Linked DNA regions of Mus musculus: region 1 is linked to region 2. A link is a contact called in public HiChIP or PLAC-seq data. All regions are on one chromosome and are shown on one strand. The core of a region is the stretch at or near the end of the contact, and the rest is flanking DNA. Distances in the headings are between cores, read along the strand shown.

Evidence for each region. HiChIP or PLAC-seq counts read pairs in DNA pulled down with a chosen protein or histone mark.
Region 1: an H3K27ac HiChIP or PLAC-seq map of heart atrium shows a contact between it and region 2, with 6 read pairs. The contact joins two enhancer-like sites. A contact is called at or near these places in 1 of 39 promoter capture datasets (3T3-L1-derived adipocytes), 1 of 115 datasets of contacts at active chromatin or transcription factors (heart atrium) and 1 of 9 other capture datasets (adipose tissue).

The regions. Positions count from the first base shown.
Region 1 is chr3:30,544,344-30,551,173 of GRCm38.p6, reverse strand. No RefSeq gene overlaps it. Among named protein-coding and RNA genes, the nearest start is that of Mecom, 38 kb to the right of the region's middle. Within about 2 kb of position 3,938, at least 31 of the 459 cell types and tissues checked have an H3K27ac peak or open chromatin away from gene starts, as enhancers often do. A contact at or near this core is called in adipose tissue and heart atrium, where this site is marked.
Region 2 is chr3:30,242,654-30,250,052 of GRCm38.p6, reverse strand. The region is part of intron 1 of Mecom (MDS1 and EVI1 complex locus); the gene reads left to right. Among named protein-coding and RNA genes, the nearest start is that of Mecomos, 230 kb to the right of the region's middle. Within about 2 kb of position 3,367, at least 51 of the 459 cell types and tissues checked have an H3K27ac peak or open chromatin away from gene starts, as enhancers often do. A contact at or near this core is called in adipose tissue and heart atrium, where this site is marked.

The sequences.
Region 1 (6,830 bases), core at 2,689-5,188, 300 kb before region 2:
AAAAAAGTGCAAACAGTCCAACTGGATTAACTCAAGCTACAAAACTTCTATGTGAAGAGACAACATGAAACTGGGAGAAAATATTTGCAATCTCCATCTGATAAAGATTAGTATCCAGGATACATAAAACAATCAAACAATTCAGAGCCAGTGAGATGGCTCAATAGGTAAAGGTGTTTGCCACCAAGCCTCATGATCTGAATGCCAGTCCAGGGCCCAGCATGGTAGAAGGAGGGAACCAATTTAAGTTATCCTCTGACGTCCACAGCCATGCAGTGGAATGTGTATGTACCCCCTCCCCCACAGTACATAAATAAATAAAAAGTGTAAAAGATGATTTGGATACTCAGTTCTCAGAAGACATACACGTGTATTTATATAAGTGTAAGTATACAATATAGAGGCCTAAACATTTGAGATAAGTTTAGTATTGTTTATCATCAACAAAATGAAAATGAAACTCACCCATGTAGGATGGTGTGGTGGTTTGAATAGGAGTGGCTCCCATAGGCTTATAGATTTCAATGGTTGATTATCAGGGAGTGGCACCTCTATTGGAAGCCAATCAATGAGATGAGGCAAGGGGAAGGTATATAAGGCATGGCAAGTGAGGAAGAAACGAAAACTGTTTCTATTAACACAGAAAGCTTAAAGGTGCGGCTGGAGAGATGGCTCAGTGGTTAAGAGAACACACTGCTCTTGCAGAGGACCAGTTTAGCTCCTGGCCCTGATGTAGAGCAGCTTACAAACATCAGGACAACTGACACCCTCTTCTGGCCTCTTCAGGTACTTCATGCTTTTGTGCAGCCCTCCTCCCCCCCATACACAAAGACAGGCATTTGTATAATTAAAAATAATTTTTAAAAACTTTTTTTAAAAAGGAAGATATCTACAAAAGCTCCCAGAACTAATTAAGTTTAGGAAGTATATATTGCATAAAAATCATATCTTGAAAAATCAACTGTGTTTTACTAGCAGTGAAAAAAGTGTACTGGTTGTTTATAGAAAAGGAAGAAAAGAAAGAGATGAGAGAGGAAAAGAAAATAGAGAAAGGAAAGGAAGAGAGGCGAGAATACAAGGAAGCTGAATGTGACTGCTCACTCCCATAATTCTAGCATTTGGAGGGTGGAGGCAGGGCTATTGTGAGCTTCAGGCTAGACTACACTATACAGTGCCTATATATTGGCTAAAAACAAAAGAACATCTATTAGTGTATATCTAACTAACTATGGGCACGCATGCACACACGCACACACACAAACACACAATCATGTACATACACACACAGAGCGGGGGTCTGTATGTTGCAGAGTTGCAGATAAGAATGCAATGTTTTTAGTAACTGAAATCTGGAAACCTCTTAAATAACCTTCACTTGTACAAACAGTGACAGGCCCTGCTGACAGCACTCGATCAGCAGGAAAAGGGAAGAGGCGATATGCTCTACATCTAACAACACGAGTGATCCTCCAGTGTACTGTGTAGAGCGGGAGAAGCCAGGCTCAAAGGCTGTACGGTAGGTAGCTGAGGGCAAGAGTGGCACAGCAGCTCACATTGAGTAATTTGTAAATAATGTGTGTTTAATTCACACAGATCAGGGGGCAGGGAAGTCCAGGTTCCAGGAGAGCAGACCAACGTCCACTGAAGGCCAGCTGCTTGCTGGTGATGCGACCAGTGTCTGTTCTCCCATTGTGAGAGGAGGAAACCTTTCTTTTATTACCTTTTTGTTTACTCCCTGTGTGTGCGTGAGTGTGTGAACTCAGGTAACCCAGCTTGATGATGGGTGCGTTTACCTGCAGAGCCACCTTGCGGGCCCTTGGGCCTCTTATATCAGAACACTGATCCTACCTGTAAATTCTCTGCACTTGTGACTTAACCACCTCCCCATGTTCCCACCTCTTAACACAAACGCATCGGGAGTCAGGTTTCAGCACATGAACCAAGGAGGACAGAATCACACACCACAGCAGCAGGATTCCGTGTATATGACATAATTCTGGAGCAGGCAAAGATCCAGATGAGCAGATGGGACGTTCTGCTTTGGGAAGTCCTAACAGCAGCCTGAGAGAACATTTCAGGAGTCTCGAGCCTGTTCCGTAGCAAACCTGCTGTGCTGATCACATAGTTTTGTGCATTTTTCAAAATTCACAGATGGTTTACCAAAAGTACGATGTATTCCTGTATTTAAAGCTTGGAGACTCCAAGAACACTGGGGATAGCCATGCAGAATTTGGAAGAACCAGAGGAGAGTAAGGCTGAAAAGTTTTGTGACTCTTGCTAACCAGGAGGAACTTTCTCCCGAAGAAGAATACAAAAGGCTGCAGAGTACTTCCCTGGCAAGCTCAAGGTCCAGGCTTCAGCACTGAACAAACAAACAAACAAACAAAACAAAACAAAAACAAAAACAAAAACAAAAAAAACCAAAACAAAACAAAAACCAAGCAAACCACCCAAAAGCAGACAGTTTCAGTCTCCGAAGTCATCCCCTCACCCTCCTACTCTCACTGACCGTTGCCTCGTCCTTGAGTTCTCCAAGTTCAGCCTGTCTAAGTGTCCTCCTATTGGTATTGCATGCTGCCAGACGGATCCACAAGGCCCCTCTATTACACTTTGAGCAACTCTGCAGAATACCCAGTAACACTGCTCAGGCTTCTGGCCGATAGAAACTGTGAGGTAACACATAGGCTTTGTTTTAAGCAGCTAAATTTCTGGCAAATTGCTTGTAGTGAAGGAAACCTACATACAAGTAGAAGGAAACCATTGATGGGAGAGCCAGGGTGATGAAATTGTTTAGTGAACCTTTTAATGTATACTTGATTTATTTTTATTTTATGTATCTGGGTGTTTACCTATGCCTTGGGCATGCCTGCTGTCAGTGGAGGTCAGAAGAGGATATTAAATTCTATTGCAATGGAGTTCCAGATGGTTGAAGGCTGCCACTTGTATGGTGGGAGCCAAACCTAGGTCCTCTGCAGGTGCAGCAGATGCTTGCAATCACTGAACTGTCTCTCCAGCCCTATACTTTTGAATTTAAGACACAAGAAGAGATTATCTATTTAGGACAAACTTAAATTAAAAAAAAAAGAAAGTGAAAACAAATCCCAAAGCTCTTAAGTAGGAGGGGGAAGTTCCGCTAGGCCTAGTTTCTCTACAGAGTTCTGCTTCATGCTCCAGGTCTTCCCAAATGTGCAGTTACCACCCGGTAGTACGGGGCTCATCCTGATATCTTTGCTGGCCATAAGTCAGTTCCAGAAGGTGAGGACCAGCAGCTGGAGAAATAACGAGCGTGGAGGTAAGCTCCCAGTATTTTTTAAGGAATGCGCACATGAGGACATGCAGGGACAGTGTGGGAGGATTGTGTCAAGCTTCCTCCGGACTCTGCAATATAACTTTCCTTCTCTCAGTTGCAGGAGAAGCCACCCCCCCACCCCCAAATCCATGTTCTTATACTTTTGGAAATGCCTTCTGTCTGCTCTCATCAGCGACAACACTTCTGAGATGGTTTGGAAATATTTATGCAGCCAATCCCGGTTACAAACATCGGCAGTAGGGAAGAAGTCAATGGAAATCGGAGAGACAATTAAACAAGACTCTGAGGAAAAAAATAAGGCATAGCAGAAAACACACAGCAAGCATGCCAGAGATGGTAGGAGTAGGCCAGAGTATAGACATGCATCGGAGGCGATAGCTCAAGGCCCTGGGCTGTAAAGGCAGAACTAGTTTCCTGTCAAGGAGAGAATTTTGTTTTGCTGTGTTCAGCCTGGTGCTCATCTGCATGGCTGAAACTTGTACTTCTCTGGGTGTGACATAGGCAGGACGGTGGGGCTAGCTCCCAGAAAAGGAAGTTTTGCTCTTCTTTCCCCTCATGGGACTGTGTTAATGTGCTGCCAGGTCACTAGCAGTTTGTAATCATGTTTGTGTCCACGGTGACAAGTTCCCCAGGGAGACACCGGGAATTCCAGAGATGGTGTTGCTGCCCAGTTGTGTGTGTCCAGAGGTCACTTTGCTGCTCTGCTCGGGGTCTGAGAAGCCAGGAGAAGAAGAACCCGGTGGATATGGAGTGCCGGCATGAGAGTGTCTGCCAAGATCAAAATGTTCTCCATCGTTGCGAGTAGATGAGATCTTAGAACCTGGAATCACACAGTCCCAGCTCCAGCAGGGCTTCTGGCAACAGCCCCAGTGTCTTCAGCTACAGACATCACCTCTGAAGATGCCAAGAAAAGCAAACACAGGCCCCGATCTCTTGTTGCACCAACTGGAATGGAGCCCGCAGCAGCAGAGGAACTGAGCTGAGAGACAGCTTTCCTCTGACTCTGAATTTCCCACCACCCCTCCCCCATCCGGATCCAGCAAACAAACAACAGACTTGTAATAAAATGTGCAGGTGTGACGGACGACTTTCTATTCCGAGATGCTGGGATAAAATGGCGTGCGGTAGGTCCCAGCAAGACGAACAGGACAGGAGGGAACCCCCAAAGGCACAGATTTCATTCCAGCCGTGGGAACGGGCTCCTTCTAGTAGCCTAAACTGGTGTCCTTCGCATACCCTCTAGACAGCCCCTGAGAAACGATTCCAAGTTTATCTGCGTGGGGAAAGAGGGGGAGGTGTGAGTGGGATGGAGACGAATCTACAAGCCTCAAGAGCCAAGTGACAAAGTACCGCTGAGGGATCCTAGCTGTCCAAGCTTGGCGACAAGACTGGAAAGCCACAAGAGGAAGAGCCTTCCTTAGCATCGGGAATGGTGAGGCAGAACTGATAATATTTCGAGGGAAGCTGCCAAGGAGAGGGAAATGTCTATCATTTACCAAAGAGAAACATTGGTGGCACACAGTGAGTGGGTAGGGGGTCTGGGGGCTGAGGAATGTGACAACAGAGTCTGAGTCTGTGGCGATGCAGGTGCCCCAGCTGCACACAAAGCTTTAGCTCTGATTAGATGATTTTAATGCTATTTCTAGTTAGATGCTTCCTTTCTAGACAGTCAGTGGGCAAATATAAAGTAAAGACATTACTCTTAAAGACAACTACTCCTGGACCGGGGAAATACCTCCGTTGGTACAGTGCTTGCCTTACAGTTTGTAGTGTGCACGAAGTCTTGGGTTCAATCTCCAGCACCATATAAGCCAGGGATGGTAGTATATATCTATAATTTCAGCACGTGAGAGGTATATAAATGCAGGAGAATCAGGTCAAGCTCACCCTCAGCTACATAGTGAGTCTGAGGTCAGCCTATGCTACATGAAACCCTGTTTTAAAAGAATGGTTTGCATGCATAGTTATGCTTACTAAACAAACAAACCAAACCAAACCAAACCAAAAAATAAAAATAAAACAAAAACCCAAACAACAACAACAAAAAACCCCAAAACAAAACCAACCAACCAACCAACCAAATCAACCAACAAAACAAACAAACAAACAAACAACCCTGAAAGCAAATTCTCAAGTGTACATCCCAGGATAAGAGATGGAACACGGACCACCCCCACTTTCAGTCAAAGTGTAGGCTCATAATTGACCATGGTGATGAACTAGCATTAGCTCTTGGAGTCCTTCTCAAGGATGACCTTGGGAAGCTATAGAAAGGAGGGGAATAGTATTGCTGTCATCGTCCTGTCACATGTACAGCCAGGTCTTCCACCACCACTCTGAGCCATCCCCCAATTTGTAAAACTTTGGTGGTATGCCGTCTGATTGGCCAAGTCCAGGTCATGTGATTTCACCCCGGCTGTTAGGCGCTGCCATGGAAACTGATCTCCTGTGATTTCTCTCAGGGAGGACAGGCCTCTGCCTCCCTTTAGTTCTTATTTCTCTCAAATAGGAAAAGGATTTATGTACTAACCACAAAAAATGATAAAAGTCATTGTACCAAGCACAATTGTACAACTCACTCTTGGGGCAGTCCTCTCAGCCTCAGCGAGTATGGCCAACATTCATTCCGATTCTAAACTCCGGATGCTCGCCTACTTGGAAGAGTTCAGCTCTGAGCCTGTCATCTTCTTCTCCCCTACCACTTTGCGTAGTGAGTCCCCTACTCACTCAAATTAGAAGCCTGGATGCTATCCCATAATTCCTTAGTACCTTTCCTAACCAGTTTTAACATCGTTGGAACATATCTCTAGCCCATTTCCTTTGTCTGTAGTGCAGTATATATATATATATGTGTGTGTGTGTGTGAGTGTGTGTGTGTGTGTGTGTGTGTGTGTGTGTGTGCTCCTGTGTGCATGGTAATCAGGAGGTGCCTTCACACTTCCTTCCTCCGGAGTGCCGTCCTTATCTTGAGATGATCTTGAAGTGGCCTGGAACTGAGCAGTTAAGCTAGGCAAGCTGGTCAGCAAGCCGGGGGGTCCTCAATTCTCCACCCTCCTCCCCAGTACTGCACGTGACTCTTTATACATGGGTTCTGGGAGATTGAACCGTGCTCTAACCTGAACCATCTCCCCTCCACGGCTCTACACTCCTTGCTTAATACAGATGTCTTCACTCTTCACCCATGGTGGACTCATCTTGGTTTGGATTCCACATTCTGAGAGAAAGACTTGAGTGCAAGTAATTTATCTGAGAGGTGAGGAACATGAGGACAGCGTTTTTTCAACAGAGAACACTAGGAGGAATGAGACAAGGAAGGGAGAGGAGCCAAAATGTCTGCTGTCCAGCTGGCTACCACTGTGGAGCCTGAGACTTACTCCCAACTGAGGCAGACCAGATGCCCCAGAGCTGTTCACCAGCCCGGTCCTTACTATCGGAGGACAGAGTCAGGGCATTCGTCTTCTGACACTTCAAGGTCTGCCACAGGCAGTGAGGCGAGTTTTAGCAGGAGAGAAAGCTTGCT
Region 2 (7,399 bases), core at 2,118-4,617:
CCTGGTGCAGGGCACCATCATCTGATGGAAATATGGGGTACCAGTAGGCAACAGGGCTGCCATTTTCTACTAACTTTTGTTCTGGATGGATGTTACTTCCAGGCTAGTCTGGCCAGTCTTTTCTCTCAGTACATCAACTATTCTGAGACCAATTAAACCTAAATCTGGTCTACCTGGAAGGGCATCTAATTGCAGCTAGAAGATGAGAGTCATAGTTTAGGCTCTAAACAGCATTTGGGAGGTACACTGATGCTGTAAAGCAGACCTACACCATTTGTTGTAGGACAGTCCTTCTCACTGAGGTCTATCACAGGCCAATGCATGTTCCTCCGTTATATAACAGAGACACCCCTCCTCTGAGAAGGTTTCTCTTGGCTCATCCTGTAGTAGTCAAGTGAGCATGCCACTTGTGAACCTGTTGGCACTGTCAGTTTCTGCGTTATCTGTAGCCTCAGCAAGGTAAATAATTCCTATGTTCCTCTTCATGTTATTCTGAGATGCACATGATACAAAGTTGTTTCTACCAATAATTAAAAATAAGAGGCCTATCCTTAAACAAACCCCAAAGCAATAAACTGGTGTAGACTGCTGTTCCTTGGAACCTGAGGCGTTGGGGGAATCGGAGAAGACTTTTGAAGACAAAGTCCCTTGATATTTCCCTCTAATGAAATAACATTTCTTGCCTCTAACCTACACAAATGCTCCTGTAAACTTTAAGTTGTTGCTATGTTACTTCCAATGGCTACTGCAGTGCCAAAGCCATTTAGATACTTGTTGTCACACTGAATTGCTTAGGAACAGTGACAGGAAGAGAAAGTGTGTGAGTTCAGTAGAGGCATTGCCATATGTGTGAATATCTTCCATCTGTTACTGGTTGGATCTCTGGATGTGAAGAGTTTGTAGATACAAAAGGCCAATGGCATATGGTTCTCGTCAGTCTAAGGCTGGAGATGCCTGGCTACACAGGAGCGTAAATACAGTTCTTGTTCTACTTTTCATGATTCTGAACCTCAACTTAGTCATCTTCTGCTGCATGGCCAGATACCTCCTACCACCTCCTGACTTTGCTGATCAATGCTAAACTACCAGATGGAGGAAGCTTTATTGTCTTTGGTTTCTGGTCTGTCTCTATCAGCTCTGTGACACACTAGTTACAACATGTTACTGGAAAAGTAGCTTCAAATGGGCACACAAATCAGCCCAAGTGGCAGCATCGTTGGAGAGGGCTACAACCTCCACAGTTGTTCATCTGATCCCACTTTGAATGCTAGGAAGGGATTTAAACCTGGACCCCTTTGCGATCTTTCCCCAGAGTGTCAATGGGAACATGCAGTGGAAGCATTCATGCAGTATAGGTGGTGCCCAGAACATCTGTTTAAACCTTTACTTTTCATAGCATCGAGCTCACCAAAGATTTTGAAAGTCAAATGTATATTTATTCCATGGAGGAAACCTTATCAACCAGTGCAAAAGTTTACTGGCACTAGCTTGGGATATAACGGGCAGTTTAAATCCTGCTAACTGCGAATCATTTTTCAACAGTGTTTATGATTGTGATAGAGTTTAGTGGGGCAGAAGAACAGATAGCATAAATATTTCAACAAAAGCCTATTGGGCCAGCCATATAAATAAGTTAGACCTAGTTTGTAAATAAATTTAGCCTCGCAAACATTCATAATCTTCTCTTGGTGTAAACTATAGTAATTTATGCAGAAGATGCCCTGGATGCCTTTCATAAGAAGTCAGTTGTCTTTAGGAGGCACTGCCTGGTGCCCATCAACTGTCTTACACTGTGTGACTCAACGAGGCAGGAAGGATACTGTACAGACCACCTAATGCTACTAGTTATTACACATGTTGATAGTGACAATTCCCAGACACCAGGCAGGGTTTGGTAGTCTATGAAGTTGTCATATTATATCATTCCCTTAAATACCTAGCTTGTGTTACCACTTAACCATGTTGAAATTACCCCTTCTTCAATCATAAGTGTGGCTGGCATACACACACACACACATACACACACACACACATACACACACACACACATATATGCCTATACATATACACACACACATCTGTTCATATTTTTCTGAAAAGTTTTAAAAAATGAATAATGTTTTCTGAAATTAAACAAACAAAAAAAAACCCCAAAGTTTTCCTTTATGTTTTCAGTCACATTCCATCCCCACAATTTTGAACGATTTCACATTTCACATGATGGGGTGGGTGTCGGAAAACTCAATCCGCAGCCCTTTAGAGGGTAGAATGGGCCGGCAGATTGTGCTCGTTGGCAACATCTAGACTTGTTTTTAACAGCAGAGATATGGTATTTACAATGGAGCAGAGTTTGATCTTACTGGAGGGACCTTCCTCATCATGTTACCTCAGGACACAAATCACTGTTGTCCTTTTATTAACAAACCTGTGATAACAAGGATCAACTTCTCATTTAAAAAAAAAAAAAAAAAAACAAAACAAGACCAAAAACAGAACAGAAAAAGACTTCCCTGAGTTTGAGAGTCTAAGGAAATTTTGTTCTTTGGGGTACTCTCTGCTTCCTTTCCAGCCGAGTGTGGCGCTGTGGATGTTTAATTGCCCGCTTGCATTCCTCTTTCTCAGCAAGCCACAACCCCCTCTTCTGCCAGCCATGCATAAGTATTTTCTTTTCCTTATGCAGGACTCCTGGCTGGAAGAAAGTTCTTCTGTGTTGTAGCTGTAGGGAAGGTCTCCATGAGCTCTTCTGTGGAATGGACCTGAGCTCACGCAAGCTCCTTACTCATGTCTCAGACAGCGCAGTCTGGCTTAAGCACGAAGTGAGGCTCTCAGGGTCCTTTACTTCCTCCCGATCGCCATCTTCCAGGAAGGTTTTGCCTTTCCTCTTCTGGGAACAGTCTGATTCTCTTCTCTCAGTATATACTATTCTTCAGTGTCCTTGCGAGGGAAGTCATGGCTGGACTTTTTCCTTCAGTGTTTAGCTCCCCTTCTGAGACAAGGCGGTAGTACTTCTGGCAAGAGCCACCAAGCCACACTTAGATAACCCTCATAAAGAGACTGCGGCTCTCAGGTCCCACGCAGAACCCAGTGAAGCACATCCGTGGTCAAAGAGACCAGTCGTTCCCCATTAGTGACAGCGCATTAATGCTCCAGCATGTCTCAGCCACCTTTAAACGGTCTTGGTAAAGAAGCCAATCAGATCACTTCTTAACATGCTTTCCTCTGAAACCACCGTCAACAACATAAACAAATTAGCTATAGTAAACCACACATTCTGCCCACACAGAAACCACAGCCCTCACCAGAGGGCAGTGTACTTAATGTGAGAATAACAGCCCAGCTTTATAAGCCTCCACTGGGAATAAATTCCAGTTGCACTGGCTAGAGCAGGGCTGGGGAGCCAGAGCACGCTCTCGCCTAGGTTACGGATTGTGGGAGAGCCAATCGATTCTCAAAGTGTCTTTCCAGGAAATACATTTTCTAAGCTTTTGGCATGCCCAGTTTGGCAGTTCTCCAGCTTTCATTATGGGGATCTGCTATGGCTTCAGTGGAATGGTCCCAGACACAAACTGGCCCAACTCGCTAGCTCTTCCTCTCAGGTGGCTCCAGGGTTCAGAGGAGTTACCGGGTGGAAACCTCAAGGCAACTGCCTTTTTCATGGCCACTTTCCCAAGTTTATGATCCTCCATCTTGACCCCTGGGGAGTTGTGAAATATTCTCTATACCTTCCTCATGCTGATATACTTCCTTTCTTGACAATGGCTAGTCCTTAACCATCCAGTCCAGCCCTAAACCAGTGTGTTCCGTCATCAGTAAATTCCTGCCTGTGATAGTGTTTTCTTAAATACCTGTTTAAACAGTGATTTAGATAAGAGTGTCCCATTTGTGTGCAGCAGGAAATGCCTGCCTTCTTTTAGATATGCTGGCAAATAATTGCTGTAGATAGGGCCTGAACGCTGAAAGGCCGTACTCTGCTCACTGCAGATGCCTGAGAAGCGACCTGCCAGTAAGCTGTGATGTAAATACCGGCATTTCTATTCTACTTTAAATGGATTGGAAGCAAAGCCACTTTGGGGATATAAAAGGCTTATGAAAAAAAGCCAGTAGGTCAGAGGTTGCCAAAAATCTCTTAAAATTTTGTAGTGCTAAAAGAGAGTTCAGGCAAATGTTGCATTGTGAAAGGAATACAGACGGGCATGTAAGGAGTCTGGTCCTACCAGGCCTTCCAGTATAGACTGGTGACTAGGCTCACCAACAACAAAATATACCAAACATTAACCAGGTCATGCTTTCCCTCTAGGCCTTACCCACAGAACGTTAGTGTCTCTATTTTGTTTTCTTGGATTCTGTAAATAGATGCCAAAAGGCTCTAGCAATTTCTTTCCATCGCCATTTAAGAGAAGCTTAGCAAGGCCTATACCATAATATGAGAAATATATTTATGTATATATTTGCTATTTGTTTTCAATTCCTATTGTACTCTTGGCCCTGTCTGTTGCTACCTCTCCCAACCCTCTCTCATTCTGGATCTTTCTGACAGCAGACTAATGAAGTGCTTTGAATACTGTCAGGTAGCAAGGCCCAGAGGGAAGAAATGGATTAGGTCAGAACAAGGAAGCTAACTGAAACACTGAGAGTCAAAGGAGCTTGAAAGACCATTAGGAAAATTCCACATGCCAAGCCATGTCAGCAGGCTAGGGCACAAATATGCCATAGAGACTCAGATGTCACACACATGGACCAGAGTTGAAACATGACGAGTGTTTGCCTTTCACCCTTTTCTGGGATCATGGTGCTTTGAAGACTGCCCATGGGTGACCTCTCTAAGACAATGACCTCTATAGGACAGACCTCTGCTTCCAAATCTATGCTGCTGGATTTCCATAGAATCCTTTACAGCCTATTTGTCAGCTCCATGAGCATCTATTTTCCTCATCTTAGTAGTTTCCTTTCCTCCTTTCATTGGGAGTGTGAAATTTCATTTTCCTGGGGACATTTTCACAGAGTGCTTCAATGGCCAGTTCATTGCTCGGTTTGTGCATCTGGTATTACCTGGGCTCCTCCCTTTCCTCACATGTTCAGTGGAGGGCTCTGCTGCTGGTGGAGAAGAGCTGGCCCCTGAGGTCCTTTGCTTTCTCATCAGCACGCCTCTGTCACCACTCAGGAATTGTCCTGAGGAGGGACGGAGAGCATGTCCTGTTTTAATTTGGAAAGGAAACTGCAGTCTTCCCCCTCCCTTCCCCGACCACTGGTAAGCGTGCATGGACTCACAGACTCATGGCTCTATGCTCACATACTCCCTGGAGGTCCCTGGTGGGGCCTGAGGTTTGGCTAAGCCTCCCTCTCCTGATGCTGGGCACACATCGTCTGCGTTCAGCCACGTGTAATCCTTCCTGTCTGCCTGGGAGTTGGGCACAAAGTACTGGTGCTTGGGCCCACCCTCTTCTTTAGTGGCAATTAACCTTTACTACAGAGCTTCCTTTGAAGTTTGCTCGTGTTTTTATTACAAAACTGCAACAAGAAACATAATGGGGGGAAATGTCTAAATTTCTGAGTTACCTAATCTGTTCAATTCCCTAGTCGGGCTCCTCTTGGCAGCTGTTTTACACAGCTATGATCTCAACCAGTCTGCCTGAGATCCCAAATCATGTTTCTGTCTCAGCCTATTTTTAAGATTAGGGAGCTGCTAAGTACCACACACACACACACACACACACACACACACACACACACCACTTATTGCTAGCAAATGCACATGGATGTGCATATTGTGCGCAAGTTTGTACAGCCAAGTTAACATGGTTTCATGGTTTTAGCTAAAGTCGAGCTTTGTGCTTTAAACGTTAGCATTAATACTGCCTTAGTCTCTGAACACTTTCTATCAATGGACTGACTCGGGGAGCAGAGAGGAAAACATTTCCGATACCGACAGGAAGGACAACATGGAGTGATAAGCATTTTGATGGCCATTGAATGCTATTAATGGGTGAAGCTCAGGAGCTTGAATGGCATCTGCCCAGAAGATTTTCAGTTAAACTAAGCAGAGGAGCCAAAAGAAACAACTGGTGAGTTATATAAATCCCACAAAAAGAGAAAGCAACTCAGGCCAGCCTTGCAAATAAGGGCCAAAGAATTATGAGTGAAATGGCATTTTTTTTTTCCTAGCCCGCCGTTCACAGGAGCTCAAATAAATGAAATCATTTTTCCTCTGCTTTTCACTGAGTAGTAAATCACTGCTAATCCAAGGCCGGAAGAAAAGCAACCATGAAACTCAATGGAAATAAGGGAGAGTACCTCACCCTGGTCAGAATAGGTGAGGACTTTCTAAGAAAATGCAAAAAACCCACAAAGACAACTTAGTGAACTTAGTTCCACTAATGATAGAAAGTTCTATGACTGTATCAAATAGAAAACTATAGAGAAAATGAGTAAGATTTTTATCCTTGGGCTAATTTGCCATTAATCAGACAAGAGTTGAGGCCCATTTTAAAAAAATGAGAGAAAGCTATGCCTAATATGTAATGGAAGAAATATGAGTCACTGATAAAATATTTAGTATTAGTAATCACTAAGGTATAGATTAAGGAAACAACTGATAAATAGTTTTCCTACTGATAAAAATGAAAAACAGCACACATTGGAACCTGTAAGTATGACTGGTAATAGTATAAATTGATAAATATATTTGGAAAAGAAATGCCAATACTCACTAGGTTTTAATAGGGATCCCATCTAAGAAAAATTGAAATGGATAAATGTAAATATCTATATAGAGGGTATTTGTTTTACTGACAGTTTTGGGATTAAAAAGAAAAAAACAAAAAACCCGAGTACTATAGACACACTTCCTTTGGATCCCTATAATGGTAGAATGTGTAGCAATTGCACATAAGTTTAGCAAATAGGAAAAAAGAGAAAAGTATTTACAAAACACTATCAAATGAAAAGGCTGAACAACAGAATGTTTACACAGGAGACAGACTTTTGACGACCCAGACTCCTAATAAAATCTTTAAAGAAAGTAAAAGGCCTAAGTGAGAAAGCGAAGATTGGGTTCGAACAGTTGCTGACTGTAGAGATTCTGTTCTGTGTCTTTTACTGCCAGATTCTACATTGGAAGAATGAAAAATTATTTTTCACATCACTTTCCCCCCACTGGATTGCAATGAGTGTATTTATGCAGCAATGGGCACTGTTATTATTGGTAATAAGCTTTCAATCCCCCCCCCCCTTAGATTCTGGTATCTTCTAAACAAAACTCTTACAAACTGCAAACCTGGGTAGTTACTGAGACAGCTACAGAAATAAGTAGAATCTAATTGAAGTGTGGGCTGTTGCTTGGTCTCTAGGGACATTAGAACGCTTACGGTTTGAATTGGAGGGGTTGATTTTTCAGTAGAAT